2 separate regions of the Ovis aries genome follow, and region 1 is linked to region 2. The links are chromatin contacts, called in public Hi-C maps. All regions are on one chromosome and are shown on one strand. Each heading gives the region's core, a stretch centred on a gene start, on an enhancer-like site or on the middle of the called end of the contact. The rest is flanking DNA. Distances are from core to core; before and after follow the strand shown.

Evidence for each region. Hi-C and Micro-C count contacts between places; a contact is called where the count stands out from the background.
Region 1: a contact with region 2 is called in a Hi-C map of liver, with 2.3 times the contacts expected there. The contact joins two enhancer-like sites. A contact is called at or near these places in 3 of 16 Hi-C or Micro-C datasets (blood, liver and muscle).

What each region holds. Positions count from the first base shown.
Region 1 is chr4:47,792,160-47,799,533 of ARS-UI_Ramb_v3.0, reverse strand. It overlaps KMT2E (lysine methyltransferase 2E (inactive)), which reads right to left. Exons shown (of 25, transcript XM_060414670.1): 21 at 7,344-7,374; 22 at 5,828-6,117; 23 at 4,840-4,928; 24 at 4,336-4,433; 25 at 1,231-3,480. The coding sequence ends at 1,972. Among named protein-coding and RNA genes, the nearest start is that of KMT2E, 91 kb to the right of the region's middle. Within about 2 kb of position 3,098, at least 17 of the 54 cell types and tissues checked have an H3K27ac peak or open chromatin away from gene starts, as enhancers often do. A contact at or near this core is called in liver, where this site is marked.
Region 2 is chr4:47,679,752-47,687,705 of ARS-UI_Ramb_v3.0, reverse strand. The region is part of intron 2 of LOC114114509; the gene reads left to right. Among named protein-coding and RNA genes, the nearest start is that of KMT2E, 21 kb to the left of the region's middle. Within about 2 kb of position 2,550, at least 45 of the 54 cell types and tissues checked have an H3K27ac peak or open chromatin away from gene starts, as enhancers often do. A contact at or near this core is called in liver, where this site is marked.

The sequences.
Region 1 (7,374 bases), core at 1,849-4,348, 110 kb before region 2:
ACTTGCTTCTTCCTGTGCTTGGATCATCTATAGCTAGCTAACCAGGATAAACTACTGTTTTTCTATTGAGCTACTTCTTAAATTCCAGTTTTTTCCCATTACTTTTTTAGAGATTAATGGAATTTACAGAAAGGCTTCTGTATATTTACTTATGTAGTAGGCAAATATAAAACTATGAAGAAGTAAATCTTCAGGACAGTCCTTTTAAAGAAGTGTGAATACTGATAATTCATTATGGGACTCTGTCTTCTGTTTAAAACTATCATCAATCAGGCAGTAGACGATGTTAAGCTGTTTCTTCTCAGATAACTTTAGTGAAGACCGTAAGTAGAATTTTGTCTGCTGATCAGAGAGGGCAAAGCTGACCTAAGTTTTTAAAATGTGAAGATGATCAGGATTGAGCCCTAAGCAAAGCTATGTTAATGTAGCTATTTTTAAAAGGAAATGGAAATTAAAAATGTAAAACATATTACTGCCAATCTTAGTCATTTTTAGTCTACTTTTTTCTCCAATACACAGATTTCATATACTGTGCCAAATTAAGCAACTGCATGATGAAAGATGTGTTGACAAATACTGTCCCTTCTATTGGTTTTATTTACTCCTCCTGAGAGGTAGAAGATAAGTATTATTCCAAAATAATTTTATAGTTCAGCGATAAAATGTTCACTTGAGGCCGTTTTCATTTTGCTTAGCTAAGAAATAATACCTTTTTCCTTTAGTTTTGTACACCCAAAACAAATTTTATTTCCTACTAGTCTTTTAAATACTATAGCTAGACAATATTGCGTTAAGGTTTTCACCTAGTTTTGATTCATCAAGAGGACATTTCAGTCATGTGCTAACATGTCCAAGTGAGATATTCCTGTTTTTAGGTGAGAGACTCTGTATTTTCAAAAGGTTGTAAAGTAGTCTACAATTGAATCGTGTACTGCTTTAATGAAATGGATCCCTTTCGTATGATGTCAGATAACTGAATGTTTGCAGCATTTATGTAGCATGGTAGTTTCTTATGGCTCTTGCTCCTGCGAAATCACATGTAGGAACATTACAGGAACAAGCCTTCACTGCTTCCTGACGCTTGCTGCAGTCCAGTTCAACTGAGGTAGTAGTTGCTAAAGAAAATGGAAGGCTCCTTACAAACTATCTGGAAAAGGTAACTTTGTAAAGAAAAAAAACAAAAAACGCTTAAACAGACCCCAGTCTCAGAAGTTGTTCAGGACAATTTGGTAAAACTGACATAATTGTGGTTTATTAACATGAATTAAAATGCCCAACCAGTGCTTCAATGTGACAGTATATTTAAAATAAAGAAATTAAAAGCCATATACTGTACTACTTTCACAAAGATCACATAGTTTTGCAAAGACTTGTCATATGTACAATGCTATATATCAAATGAGAAAGCTGTAAGCAATTATATACGCAAAAGAAATGCAGTATTTACAGTCAGGAGACATTAAAAATCATTTATACATTAAATTACATTTTGCTTGCAAATAACCGATAAAACAAAATGAGCCCTGTTCACAGCAAACTATAAAAATCTGTATTGCATTTTTTTATACCTAAGATGCACTCACAGAACTGCTGATAGAAAGAAAATCCTCATACTGCCATTACTTAGCTGTGTGGTTAATGCATATGTATAAAATAATATAGAAAACATTCACTAAATGAATTTTAATTGCAACAATAAAATTTAAAGATCATGTAGCATCAAATCTACTGCCAGAAAAACAGCTGGAATGTTCACTTACAAAATAAAAGCTACTAACACTGGCTTAACAGCACATTTTTTAAGGAATTTTAAAAAGCAAAAATGGGAAAAATACAATGAAAGAGCACTGGTGTTTTTTCTTTTTTTATACAAAGTTTCATGTACAAGCTTTAAAAAGTACCATAACTGGTACATATGAAATATACAGTTTATCTTACAGAACATTTTAAAAAATGTTTTTGAAGTCTGTTTTAATGCCACCCCGAACCATGGTAATTGTTCTGAAATGTTGGTGGCACCTGTGCTCTGTGAATTGGAATCTGTCCAGGCACTGGAGATGCCTGCTGAGGTCCTTGGACCCCATGTGGCAGGGCCACAGAGCCAGGATGAGGACAGAACCCTGAAGCGGTAGGTGTCGGAATACTGTTTGGTCCTTGGGGCTGGAGATGAGGACCTGCAACTGGTAATGGGCAATGTGGCCCTGTTCCAGAAGGCTGGTGTTGGGGTCCCAGTCCCAGAGTGGTGTGATGTGTAGCTTGCGAAGGATACGGTGGTACAGCTGGATGAGCACTTGAAGGAAAAAGTGGAGGTCCTTGATGAGATGGATGGTGTAAGGCTTGAGCTGCCGCGGTGTGATGCCCAGAAGCCAGAACACTGGAAGGTGGAGGCGGAGGGGGAGGCGGAGGGGCTGAATTCACCACGTGCTGGTGTTGTGCTTGTAGACCCTGGAGTCCTGTGGGAGGGTGGGGCGGTGGATGGTGATGAGGGGCAGGGCCAGGAGGTGGAGGGGGTGGTGGCAAATGGTGTCCAGCAGTTTGAGAATGAATATGCGAGCCAGGGGTGACGGCGTGAACAGGCCCCACCACATGTGCTACTGAGTGTGGCTGATGGGGGCTTGGCTGTTGTGCAAGGTGTGGTCCTGGAGCAGGCGGTGGTGGAGGAGGGGGTGGGACCACAGCAGCAGACGGCTGATGGTGAACAGCAGGGTTCTGAGAAGGCAGAAAGTGCCCTGGAGTAACGTGGTGTCCTGGAACTGTCTGCTGGCTTGTGGCGCCAGGAAGTGCTTGATTTGGTCCTGATGTAAACACAGTTTGTTGGGAAAGACTACCTTTAAGCTGATTATAATTCTGAAAGTTTGCAGAGGGCTGCTGGTTTTGATAATAAGACGAAGAAGGGGGTGGAGGGGGTGGAGGGGGTGGAGCCGTGCTGCTCAGACTTGTCTGATTAAACTGACTGTATGTTGCTGAAGATTGTCCTGAGGGTGTTTGTGTAAATAATGCTCCAGAAGTTGCCTGCTGAGTACTGGCTTGAAGGTTCTGTGCGGCTGGGTAAAAATTTCTTGGAGGCTCTCGCTGAGGTGTTCCAACTTGAGGTGACTGTGAATGGTGAGGCCTGTAGGGAGAGCCTAACTGCTGTGTAGGAGGCTTTGGTGAGAGATAGCCATGCTGTACAGGCGTGTGAGGCGTTGATGACTTTGGAGGATTTTCTATGTGAGGTGACGGAGGACAGTGCAACTTCATGGGTGCAGAAGGCAGCTTTTGTGAGAGTTGCTCAGATGAACAGCGAACGAGTGGCTGTGGAGGATGGTTCTTTGAAAGTGCTTGGGGGTTATTTGACAGCTGTTTTTGATGGAGTTCTGTTTTCAGGTGGACACCATTCTCAGCTTCTGATACAATAACTGTTCCCTCCCAATGGGAATCTGGTTTTGTAAGTATTTTCCCATGTGGCTGAACAGGAATTACAGGTCCAGGTGAACCAGGCTATGTAAAGAAAACAAATTATATAAAGTTATGAAACATTCTGTATACATTGAAGTTTGTTGTTGTTATAACATTCATTTTATATATTTAATATAATGAATGTTTATATTATTCATTTTAAAAGGGGCAGGGAATAGGATAGGTCTGTAGACAACTTCAGAGGTTTCAGATACTAAAAAGCCAATTTTTTAAGTAGGTCAACAAGTTCTGCTAATAAGCTTCAACTGAATTCCCCAAATTTTCATTGAACACAAATTAAGGAAATTAATCTCCATTTTTCCCCCTAAGTACCTTAAACACTTGAGGCAAGTTTCAATTCTGTAATTTAAATTTCTATATTCAAAATAATGACAAATCTGCTTGGGGTTGATAAACTTGCTCCCCACCCCCAACTGTTTTCATTCATAATACCTTTTCAATGTTCAAATACAGATAATCCAAGTATGAGAGTATGTGAATATATAATAATGTTCTTTAAGGAGAAAGAAAAAATCAGATTGCCTCACTATTAGTTTGCAAAGATAATGCCCCATTAGGTTATCATGTATTCATGATCCAGGACAGAGGTAGCATTTCTTTCAAATGAATGTCATCTGACCTTTTGTTTTTAGAGAATTAATTGACTGGTCAAATATTTCATGAACAGACTCTAAATTTCCTAGACACTAGCATAAGGAAGGGGGGTGAGCTACTGAAGCAAACGTAAGCTGCTGAAGTATGTTTACCACGTTGGAACTTTAACAGGAAAAATGTCCAGAAATCACAAACTGATACTTGGGTACAGCAGAAAAATCTCCAGGTGCGCTTTACCATCCACTTTTCAGAATGGCCACGTTCAAAGGTCAATGTTATTACCTTGCTTATTTTTGAAGGACTTTTACAAGTATTTTGGGAAGTATCTGGGGATGGGCATTCATTTGTAGTTGTGGGTTCTAGATTTTCAGGATCAGGATCTGTAAAGCATAAGGAATCACAGAAAATGTAAAATTACATGATAAATATTTCCTTTTACTAATACTTCAATGTACATTCCATTAATTCAAACCAGCATCTAGAAAGGCTCTCTCCTTTATGCTTTCAAAAGGTATTTAAAACCACCACCATGACAGGTCATCTGCTTACTGACCTTCTGTAAGTTCACTGAAAGAAGGGACTGGGCCCTTGGGTTGCAACTGGGGAATGTGATTTGAATGAGATGAAGGAGAAGACGGAACATGATTCGGTGAACATGGGACACATGGTGACTCTGCCCCTAGAGACGAAGCAGAAGCAGACCCGGAGAGAACATTAGGAATGCAGAGGACGAGCGCAGGGGGGTTAGCTGCCTCCACTCTTTGGCAAAGGAACAAGCTCACTTACCACTGTCTTTATCTTTTCGGTGATCACTGAGCAGCAGAGCTCTCTGATAACTCCTCTCTCTCACTTGCTCCACTGAAGTTGAGGCTGTCCTGTAAAATCAAGTCATATCATCAGTTTAAAAGTTATTGCTGGCTAGATCATTTTTTGCCACTTGATGGTCAACATATCCTCCCAGGTATAAAGGCTTAGGCTCTTTAAGGGAAATACTTTGGTGTTAAGTTTTGAAAACAGTACCCCCAACACCTCCCCCCAGACTGAGATTTTTATCAGTAATTTGAAGAACTCAAGCAGACTCCATTCCTTTGTCTTAAGCAAGTTCTTGGTGAAGAGGGGCTTGTTGAAGCGTAGCATGTAGCATGTTAACATTCAGACCATCACTTCAAATTACCAAAGGGACCAAATATACCCCTTACAGATTTACCTTGTATCTGGATTATAAGGCTAGCAGGAAGCTCAGAGGTAAGAGGACCAAGATGTAAAATGCACGTGGCCTTCTGCCCTTTGCCAAGACCCTCACTAGCCAGCTGCTTCTATTCCTTTTGAAGAAACACTAAACATGATTGTTGTTTCAAGGTAATGATAAGGGTGGTAAACAAATCATGAGATGCTATGATAAAGGTTCTTTGGAAAGGAGTATTTGTTTGAAAAATGTGAAAATTATCAAGGAGTAGATACAATGAACCTTTAACGACACAGACAAATAAATATCTTGGTTAAAACCTTATCAGCAAAAAGGATCTGTCAAAATTAATATTACAAACCGCTATCTGCTTAGCCTTAGGAGAACAACAACAAACAAAAATCTGTCGTTTAGCAGAATAGCATAGTTCAAATCTTTACAGGTATAGCCCTATTCAGAATGAGCCAAGATACTGACTGGGAGATAAAATAACAAAGACTACTTTCATAAGAAGGTATACTGTTTGTTTGTAGTTCTAAAGTTACCAATTAGGTCTGTGTTTTGTTTTTTTTCAAACAGGCAGCTTACCATTGAACTTCTGGTTCATTCTTTTCACTGGCAGACGCTTCCTTAACAGTACCGTTATTGCTGGTTTCTTCCGAAGTAGCATGATAAACTGTAGCTGGTGTTGGTAAAGGTAGGCTAGCGGCGCTTTCTACCTGCTCCCCATTTTCACTCCTGTGGGCACACCCATCAGCACTGCTGCTGCTCAAGTTTCCACTTGTGTGAGGTGATACACTAACCAGCGCAAAGTGTTCTGTCTTAGAGCCACTTTTCCTAGCTTCTCGTTGTCTCTTCCGATATTCTAATAGAGAAACCTTAAGCAAGAAAGATAAGGAAAAGCGCATCTTTTATTCTTGTTTTAAATGTCAGAAACAATCTATTCTTTTTTCTAAAGAGAATTATTATATTTACATTAGGAAAATTATGTAAAATAATTTGATTCCGAACAAATAACAATAATAAACAATTAGCAAATGCCTACTTTATGCCAGGCATTGTATTTAGATGATTTTACATACATTATGTCATTTAAGCCTCACAACAACCCTATGAAATAGGTATATATTATCATCCCCATTTTACAGATGAGGAAATTGAGTAACTCACTCACTCAAGGTCACACAGCTGGTGAGTGTTGGAGCCGGGATTCGAACCTAGGTCTTACTTGAAAGCCCGTGCTCTTTCCACTATACTATATTGCTTCCCACAAAGTTGCCAACTGGACTCTGTTATAAAAATTAAAAGCACACATCACTAAAATTCTTTGACTTGAAAAGCAATAAGCCTATTAACAAATAAATACGTGTTGTAGTTTCTCCCACTGCTCTGAAATAAGGCATTCTTATTGTTTCAGTATGTCTGCCAACCAAATAATGGTGGTAAATCACAATACTTATATCTCTTAGTACAATACTTTTCAAAATACTTTTATATCCATGGCTTAAAAATACTATAGATATTACTGATGAGGAAAGAGGCCATTTCTTCCATTTTGGGCCTCATGTTCTATGTAAAATAAGGGTAATAACACAAATGGGGCTTCCCTCATAGCTCAGTGGGTAAAACAATCTGCCTGCAGTGCAGGAGACCGGGGTTCAATCCCTGGGTCGGGAAGATCCCCTGGAGAAGGAAACAGCAACCCACTCCAATATTCTTGCCTGGAGAATCCCATGGACAGAGGAGCCTGGCAGGCTACAGTCCATGAGGTCCCAAGAGTCAGACACGACTTAGCGACGAAACCACCAAGAAGACATAGTACTCAGTTCCATTTATTTGGTTGGGGAGTGGTTATTTTTAAAAGTTACTCAAAGTGAAGTAACCACCTTGAGTTTTTGATCTCTGAAACCATGGTCCTTATAATAATTCAGTTCTCTGCAAACAGTATCTAGTCAATGGGGCACTGACAAAAGATTTAAAAATGCACACATCAATAATATGAATAAAGTATGAATGCCTTACATAATACATAGCTATTAATTACCCTCAGTAGTAGTATGAATGAAACACTATTAAAAGGACTATAAATTGTTAAATTTGTAACCTTTTTCTTTTGTGGTGGATTCTGGGGTGTG
Region 2 (7,954 bases), core at 1,301-3,800:
ACATAATATATACTTTACTGACAGTTTCACAGGGGGTACTGAGTAAGGAGTTTAAACTGCGAAAATTACCCTATAAGATTTTCTTCTAACTGTGGTAAAATACATGAGGTCTGTTATCTTAAATTTTAATGTGTACAGTACCATAGTGTTTCTCCTAAGCTTGCTTTTTTTTTTTTTTTTTTTTGCTGCTTATTTTCCAGGTGCCCTGTCTTTCTAAAAATGTCTTCCTCTAAGTCATCTTTCATTTTGCAGAACAATTTAGCACTTGTCAGCAATATACAAACTTAGCAAGTATATTCTTGTACTTGTTTAGGAAGTAGCAAATACGATCAGATTGCAAGTTCTACCTTGTGGCACTGATCTTGGTGCAAGGTCCCACTGGGTTGAGGACTGGTAGTATCAAGAACGCTGTAGCTGCTTGTCACAGATGGACCCGGCTATAAAAGCAGCAGCATCTGTCTGATATCTTTGAGAAGTGTCTCACTGGATTTAGCTAACTAATTTTACCAAGTATTTGGCAAGGTGTGACTGCAGTACAGGGTCTTTTATTTCACAACTTGATTCGGGTCCTTGGCCTGCAAAGGCTTGGTTCACTTCAGTGCTTTCCCTCAACCCCAGGCCCTTGGTCGGCAATAAACAAGGTAATAAAGAGTTGTACATTTTAATCATAAATAGGTGAAAGAGAGCTTAAACTGGTTTAATAAACTTAGCATACATTGTCTCTGAGTCTAAAACATCTTGAGGAAATAACAGCATTTGCACAAACTGGTTTTTCTATAAAAAGGCCACATTTCCATCCAGCACATTTTATTTGGCTGTGTTTTCCTTTCCTATAATAGGACAGAACTTCAAGAATTCCAAAGCAAATTTGCACTTTTGCATAAATTACTCGTTTGGTGATTGTCATGCCTCCATAGGTATTTTCTACCTGATTGTATAAAATATGGAGGGCTTGAGACTAACCAGAGAAATGATTCCAAGCAACCATGATATATTTGCTTTTAAGCCCGTAGTTCCCAAGAAGGCAATGGCAACCCACTCCACTGTTGTCGCCTGGAGAATCCCAGGGATGGGGTAGCCTGATGGGCTGCCATCTTTGGGGTCATACAGCATCAGATACGACTGAAGCAACCTAGCAGCAGCGGTAGTTCTTAAAATGGGGGTTCTGGGTCAACCTATAGCAGAATTAACTGTGGTGTCTGTTTTTGACAAACTACCAAGTTAAAATCAAATCAGTCCTGTATTTTGAAAAGGTATACTCGAGAAAATTTAACCTTTTTTGAGATACTAAATTTCAATGAAGATGTCAGAGAATAATGAAAACACTTTGAAAGATTAGTTGTGGAGGCAGGAGAGAAGGATTTTGCCTGGCCAAATGAATTTAAATATTATAACAAGGAGATTAGCAATCTTTAAGAAAATTGGTATCTAAAAGGAAGTTACTTGTCTGCACAGTAGGTTCACCGTAAACAATCTGCTATTGCTAACCTTTGGTAGGCTTAAAAAAAAACTTTACAGTTACATTTGTAATCTGTGAACCCAACCATTAACTGGAAAATAGTCAAGGGGAATTCAGGTGCAAGATGCAAGATCTTTGTACATAGCAAATACAGCTTCAAAACACCTCCAGAGTGTGGATTAAAGTAGTTCATCAGAATCCTCTCACGGCGTTTCATGGAACCAGATTATTTGGGCTAAGATTGTTTCAAGCTCCCAGAAAATAAGTTTAAATGACCTTTAACATCAGTTTCTTCCAGAGATACTCCCCTAGATCCCAAATACGCAGATTTCTAACTAATTTTTTGCCATGACCTTTTGACAGCCCCATGAAGTGAAGTGGTAGTCGCGCAGTCGTGTTAAGACTCTCTGCGACCCCATGGACTGTATGTAGCCTGCCAGGCTTCTCTGTCCATGGGATTCTCCAGGGTCTTTCCAACCCAGGGATTGAATCCTGGTCTTCGGCACTGCAGGCAGATTCTTTACTATCTGAGCCACCAGGGAAGCCTAAAAATTCTCAGCATGCTGTAAATGTACATTAGAGTGCACACACGACTCTCAGGGCCGTCCCCGGACTCCTGGTTAGTAATGAGGCCTTAAGCTACTGTTAGCCCAGCACCCCGTTCTAGCTTAGAACAGCCTCTTCCCTCAACAGTCCTTGGAGAAACTAGCGGAAATGCTAATGGAGGTTAACCCTCTTCAAAGTCGGGCCAATCAAGAGGAAGGAGAGGTTCTGTCGTCCAGTTTTGGCCTTTTGTGGAAATAGGCCTTTTCACTGTATATCTGATAAACGGGCTTAATCATAAACAGTGGACACACCCAAGATCCCCTTTCTCTTCATTCAGAACTCCCTCGCTCCTGTTGGGATGGAATTTGCCCTCGTGAACTCTACCCAGCCGTCCAAACATTGGCTCCCCGTTTGGAAGAGGGAACTGTGGGTGGCTGCGCAGCAGATACAGCAAGCTCATGGCTTGACCACCGGCCCGAGCGAGTCGGCGCCTGGAGCCCGGCGCTCTCGTCGAGGCAGCCGGCTGGCCAGCGCCGAGAGGGGCGTAGCCGGGCCGCTGTGAGCGTCACAGGGGCGCCGCTCTCGCAGCGGGGGAGAGGGAGGGGTTGGCCCCGGAAAGCGGCTCTCGCGTTTCCAGAGGCCCGCCGCCCTTCGGTCGAGGCTGCCGGCAGCCAGCAGTTCCAGGGGGTCGCAGGAGGAGAGGGCAGGCTGCGCAACCGCTGCCCGGCTGGAGCTGCCGCCCCGCCCGCGTCGTCTCGGAGGAGCCTCAAAAACGCATTTCCTCCTCGGCCGAGCCCACTTCCGCCCAGCGTTTCCTGGGGCCCTCTAGTCCAGAGTTTTAGCCTTCTCGGTGTTCAGTGTCCTAGTTGACGCACTTTAAGGTCAGCTTCTCATTCCTTCCCAAAAGTATATAATGTACCTTACAACTTGCCGCGGTGCACACAGCTCAGTGAACCTGGCTGCACCCACCATCTTCGGAAATACTGGTAGCGGGGGGTCAGTCTGTCCATTGTCCTACGTGCCGAGTGGCAATGACTGTTGATTATGCTCTGCTAGAGGAGGCCAGAACGATAATGTCCGTGCCATGGGAAGAATCTGTATTTGAATTCTGAGTCCCGTGACACTGCTTACAAGCTGTGTCCAGATTTAAAAGATGAATGTCGCTGATTCATTTGTTGATGGATCAAATGAGATAAAAGCATACAAACCCCTTAGCATACGGGGCATAGAGTTGTATCTAGCATAAAGGCTAACTAAAAATAAGGAAATGTATAAAATAATTATCGACCATCTATTTGTTCAAATTATGTTGGTTGTGTTAGGTAAGGCTTCTCCCCGTCCCCATAGGAATGGCCTCCTCCCATCTGAAAAAGCTGGTGTTTCTTAGTATGTTACCAGCTCCCAGGCATCCTTTCAAGCTCCTGGTTCTGAAGAAGTTTCTGTTCGTATTCAACTTGACCATTATTGCAGAGCTTAGTACTGGATGAGTATTTTGTAGGGATGGTAGACAAGCCTAGGTTTGGTATGATTGTAGCACCGTTCTGTTTTTATTTCAGAGGAAAAATGTAGTAGTAGTAGTAGTAGTAGATAGGCTTCCTCCCAAGTACATTTTAGGCTGCTAACTAACAACAAACCATAATACTTACCAACCCGTACCCCCTACCATTTGGAGCCAGGTAGATTGGAGATGGGGTGGTGAAAAAAGATCTAAACAAAGATGCTAGATTTTTTGTTAGTTGCACTAATGACGCTAGCAGTTTTCTGTGCTGCTTGTGATAATTTACAAGGAAATTATAAGAGAACTAAGCATTAAAAAATTATTTTCCACCAAAAAACTGAGAAACTCCAAACTTGTGACTAATTCATTCATGATCCATTTGATCTTGAGATGTTGAGGAGTAATTAGAACTTTTCTAGGCTGAGTTGTTGACTTGTTTTGATTGATTTCTGCATTCCCAGCAGGACTCTTAAGTCCTTGCCCCTTCAGACACTATTCTCACTGCTGCATAACTAAGACAAGATCTTCAAATATCACAGTTTCTACTGTGCAGTGAGATGATCTTGTCATCACACTGGTTAAAGAGGTGGAGGTTCCTTATACTTTAGAAAATTTTTTATGTAAGTTACACTACAGTTTCTTTTAAATGACATTTTCAATGCTTAATGACATGGAAAGATGAGCATCATGTATAATTTGATGAAATCCCATATTCAAAGTAATCTCATTATTGTAAAAAAAATTAAATGTTCTGCAATGCTGAGTTATTCCTCTCTTAATATGGAGAAATAAAAGTTATTTTGTAAACTGGGGTGGGTTGCTGTGCCCTCCTCCAGATCTTTCTAACCCAGGAATCGAACCTGCATCTGTTACCTTTACCTGCATTGGCAGGCAGGTTCTTTACCACTGGCACCACCTGGAAAGCCCATAAAGATAAATAATGTCAGTTTGATAAATCAAGAAATAGAAACAAACATTATTTAGGAATCTGGAGTTACCTCAAAGATGTTGCCTCTTAAGGTTAAGAACGGGGTGGTGTTCCTTTTAATTTTAAGCTCTTGGATGTAAGGTGGGGTATTTGTTTTCTTTTTTTTTTTTAATGCATGATTTACTTTGCTAAATAAATTAAAAAAAAAAACTCAGTGTTTAATTTTTTTAAATTTATTTTCATCCAGATTACCCTACCCTTTTCCAGGTTACTCTTCACCACTCACCTCGCAAAGAGAAATTTGAAAACCCAGCTGAAAGGCACTTTAAATAACAATCAGTCTCAGGTAGAAACAAATTATAAATTGCTGAATATAAAGCACGAGGATTTTTCCTTTCTTTTAATTGCGGGGCTAGAAATAAAGCTGTTTGATTGTCCTAAACTGCATCATACTCTTTCTGGGATAGGCTTCTGGCTTGAATCTTTACTGATTGTATGTTTTGTTACACTATGGGAACTATATTAGCAAAACAGTTCTAGAGTCACAGTTGTGTATTTGGCGCCCTCTAGTGCAATTTTTAAATGACAAAAGCATAGTTTATCTTTGATGAGCTGTTAACTGGAAGAGAATAAAATTTAAATTTACCTTCTCAGTGTGGCTGATCTTGATTTTTTCCGACATCTGCCAAGACTGATACCCCTCTATCTACACGTTATTTCCTAGTCATGACACTCACTAGACTGTGACCTTGTACTAACTAGTTCCTTAATCTCTGCACTTCAGTTTCCTCATCTGTAAAATGAGGATGATAATCATAAGAATGCTAACATGAATGCCCTGCACATACTAAGAACAATAATCGCTGGCTATCTTTCTTTTACACTTAATGGATCAGTCAGTACTAAACATACTTAAAGACAGTAATTGATCTTGACTCATCATGCTCTGCTAGTTGGAGAATGTGAAGAATGCTAATGAGTAGCTTAAAAAATAGAATAAAAGCTTAGATGTGATTCTCCTCTCTGATCCCATCTTACTGAGTCAATTCATGCCAATTCTGAAGTCTGGAAGTGTGGTGGATATCTGCATCCCTATTTCTTAAAGGGTATATAACTTACAGGCACTGTACATTATTTCTAACTCTCAAAACCACAATCTAGTTAGGCAAAGGATATTATCCCCATTTTCCAGAAGAGAAAATATGCTCTAGGTCACCCAGATAAATGTCAGAGCCACACTTCCAACTCGAGTCAGCTAGGTATCTCATTTTCTATTCCAGAAAGCTTTTTTCACTCATCGTCCACTGAACCTCCAAGCTGGGGCAGTAAGTTCTTTCCTGGCAGAAGATTGCAGCTGCTTTGATTTACCCTTGAGGGAATACACTGCACACCCTAAGCCTTTCACCTGGAAACACAGATCCGGCCATGCAAGCATATAAAATAAACCCGATGATGGGGAGAGGTGTTCACAATCAGATAAGCCTGGTCACCCCACACCGGCCAATGAGCTCTCTCACTGGAAGCCATGCTGCAGAATCAAAGGCAGGGTCTTGGCTATTGAAACCACATTCAGCAGCCAGGCCTCCCCAACATATGTGCTCATTTGCCTGGGACAACTATATGATCATGTAATTGCTTTTCCTGTCTTTTACCTTTTCTCCCATCTTCCCCTCACTCCCAACTCCCTCTAGTCCTTAAAAACTTCCTCCAGGTTTACACCTTAACCTCTTTGTTAGGATCCCAGTGAATGCCTAGACTTGTGTGGGTGCAAGGTTATGAATCAGCCATAGACACAGGCCTGGGGGATGGGCCTCCTGGAATGTAGAAGGGCTACAAGTTGAAAACAAATGAACCTCTTTTATCCCAGTGGGATTTTGGTGGTTTTCTAAAGCCTGCTGTTCCAGCAGGGCACTTCACCAGAAGCTACAGTTTCTGGATCTTTTAGAAAGCATAAGCACTAACAGCAGAGCTGCCCACATGTGTGTCCTCTACAAGAATTTCAGCAGCGCCTGGGGGCTTGGAAAAGTTCTCTTTTAAACAAGCCTCAGTTTTTTCCGTAGGAGAACAGACTTTACATTATTTGAAAAGTAGCTTAAAGCATTATCACTCACCATCATTTTTTCCATAATGAGAAGTTCACAAAATGACAGAGGGGGTTCAGATTTGAGAGATCTGACTGTAAATTTAAGAAAAAATCCTCTTCATTCTCAGTTATCTGTGCTGGTGGAGAGAAGCAGGAGACAATTCCAGTGTGACGTCAATACACTGTTCATTTCTATTGGTTTTACAGGGCATTTTAGTCATTAACATTTTTATATGGGTGTGTCTGTGGTTCTGGAAATCTACAAGTGTTTACAGCAAATAACAAAGCTACTCAGGGAAGATGCTGAAGGGACTAGAATGCTGTCAAATGACTTTTCCACCCTTTGGACCAACTCTGCTTAGTGAGGGGTGGAAACAAAATGTGCTTTGGCCTTAGAGGAAGAAAGGTTTAAATCCTGACACTGCTGTGTGACTTTTTACACTCCTTACTTGGAAAATGGGGAAATGCTTTATGGTATTAGAGAATAACCTTCCAAGTTGTGAGGGAATTCTCAAAACAACCATGAAATGTCTCCAGCATTCATTCAGGTATTTCAATCTAGAGGAGCCTGGATGAGTTATAAATGTCCAAAAAACAGACCAGAGCTGCTAATTAACTTGGATTGGGGGCTTTAGCAACCTCTCTCTGAGATTCTGGCTACACAGTATAAAGGGGCTTCCAGGGATGACCCAGGAAGGTCACAGACTAGAGTCTCTGGCTGGAATCTGGCCAGTGAGTAACTCAGCTTGGAAGATAAGCATATTTTGTGTCCCCATAAGAGAAATCAAAAAAGCTCAATTTCTTTTAAGTTGCTGCTCCATGGTTTATCGTTTGTCAGCTTATCCTGATTAATTTCCAATATTTCCAATTTGAATTGGAGATTCCAAATTTCTAATTTGAATGTATATTGAGTGACAGATGTGGCCTTGAATTCATGATGTTGCCTGAGAGGTTAGATGGCAAGAAGGCTCATTTGAACAGCTGTCCTAAACAAAATCCTGGCACCATATGCACAGGTTCTGAACTGGGGTGGCAGAAGTGGGCGGTGGTGGTGGAAGGATGGAATAAAGGCAGGGATGAGTTGGTTAGTATCAGAGAGAAATGGAAAGTGAGAAAACCCAAGTATATATCATCTGCTGAAAATACCAGATAAATTTCTGCATCTGTATTTAATCATACCTATGATGTAACTACCATGTTCTGGACTAAGGACCCACTCTTGATCACCAGGGTAGAAACGGGTCCTTGTGCCCATAAATAAAAGAAAGCTTGACAAACTCAACTGTATGTTCTTCCCAAAGAGTACATTTGTCTTCAGGATCAGGAAGCCTGAACACTGTTCTACTAAATGTTTAGATATGTATTCCTTAGTATATAGGTTCAACAACAGAGAAAAGTTGAGGGACTTCTATGGTGGTCCATAAAAGACTTGGTGCTTCC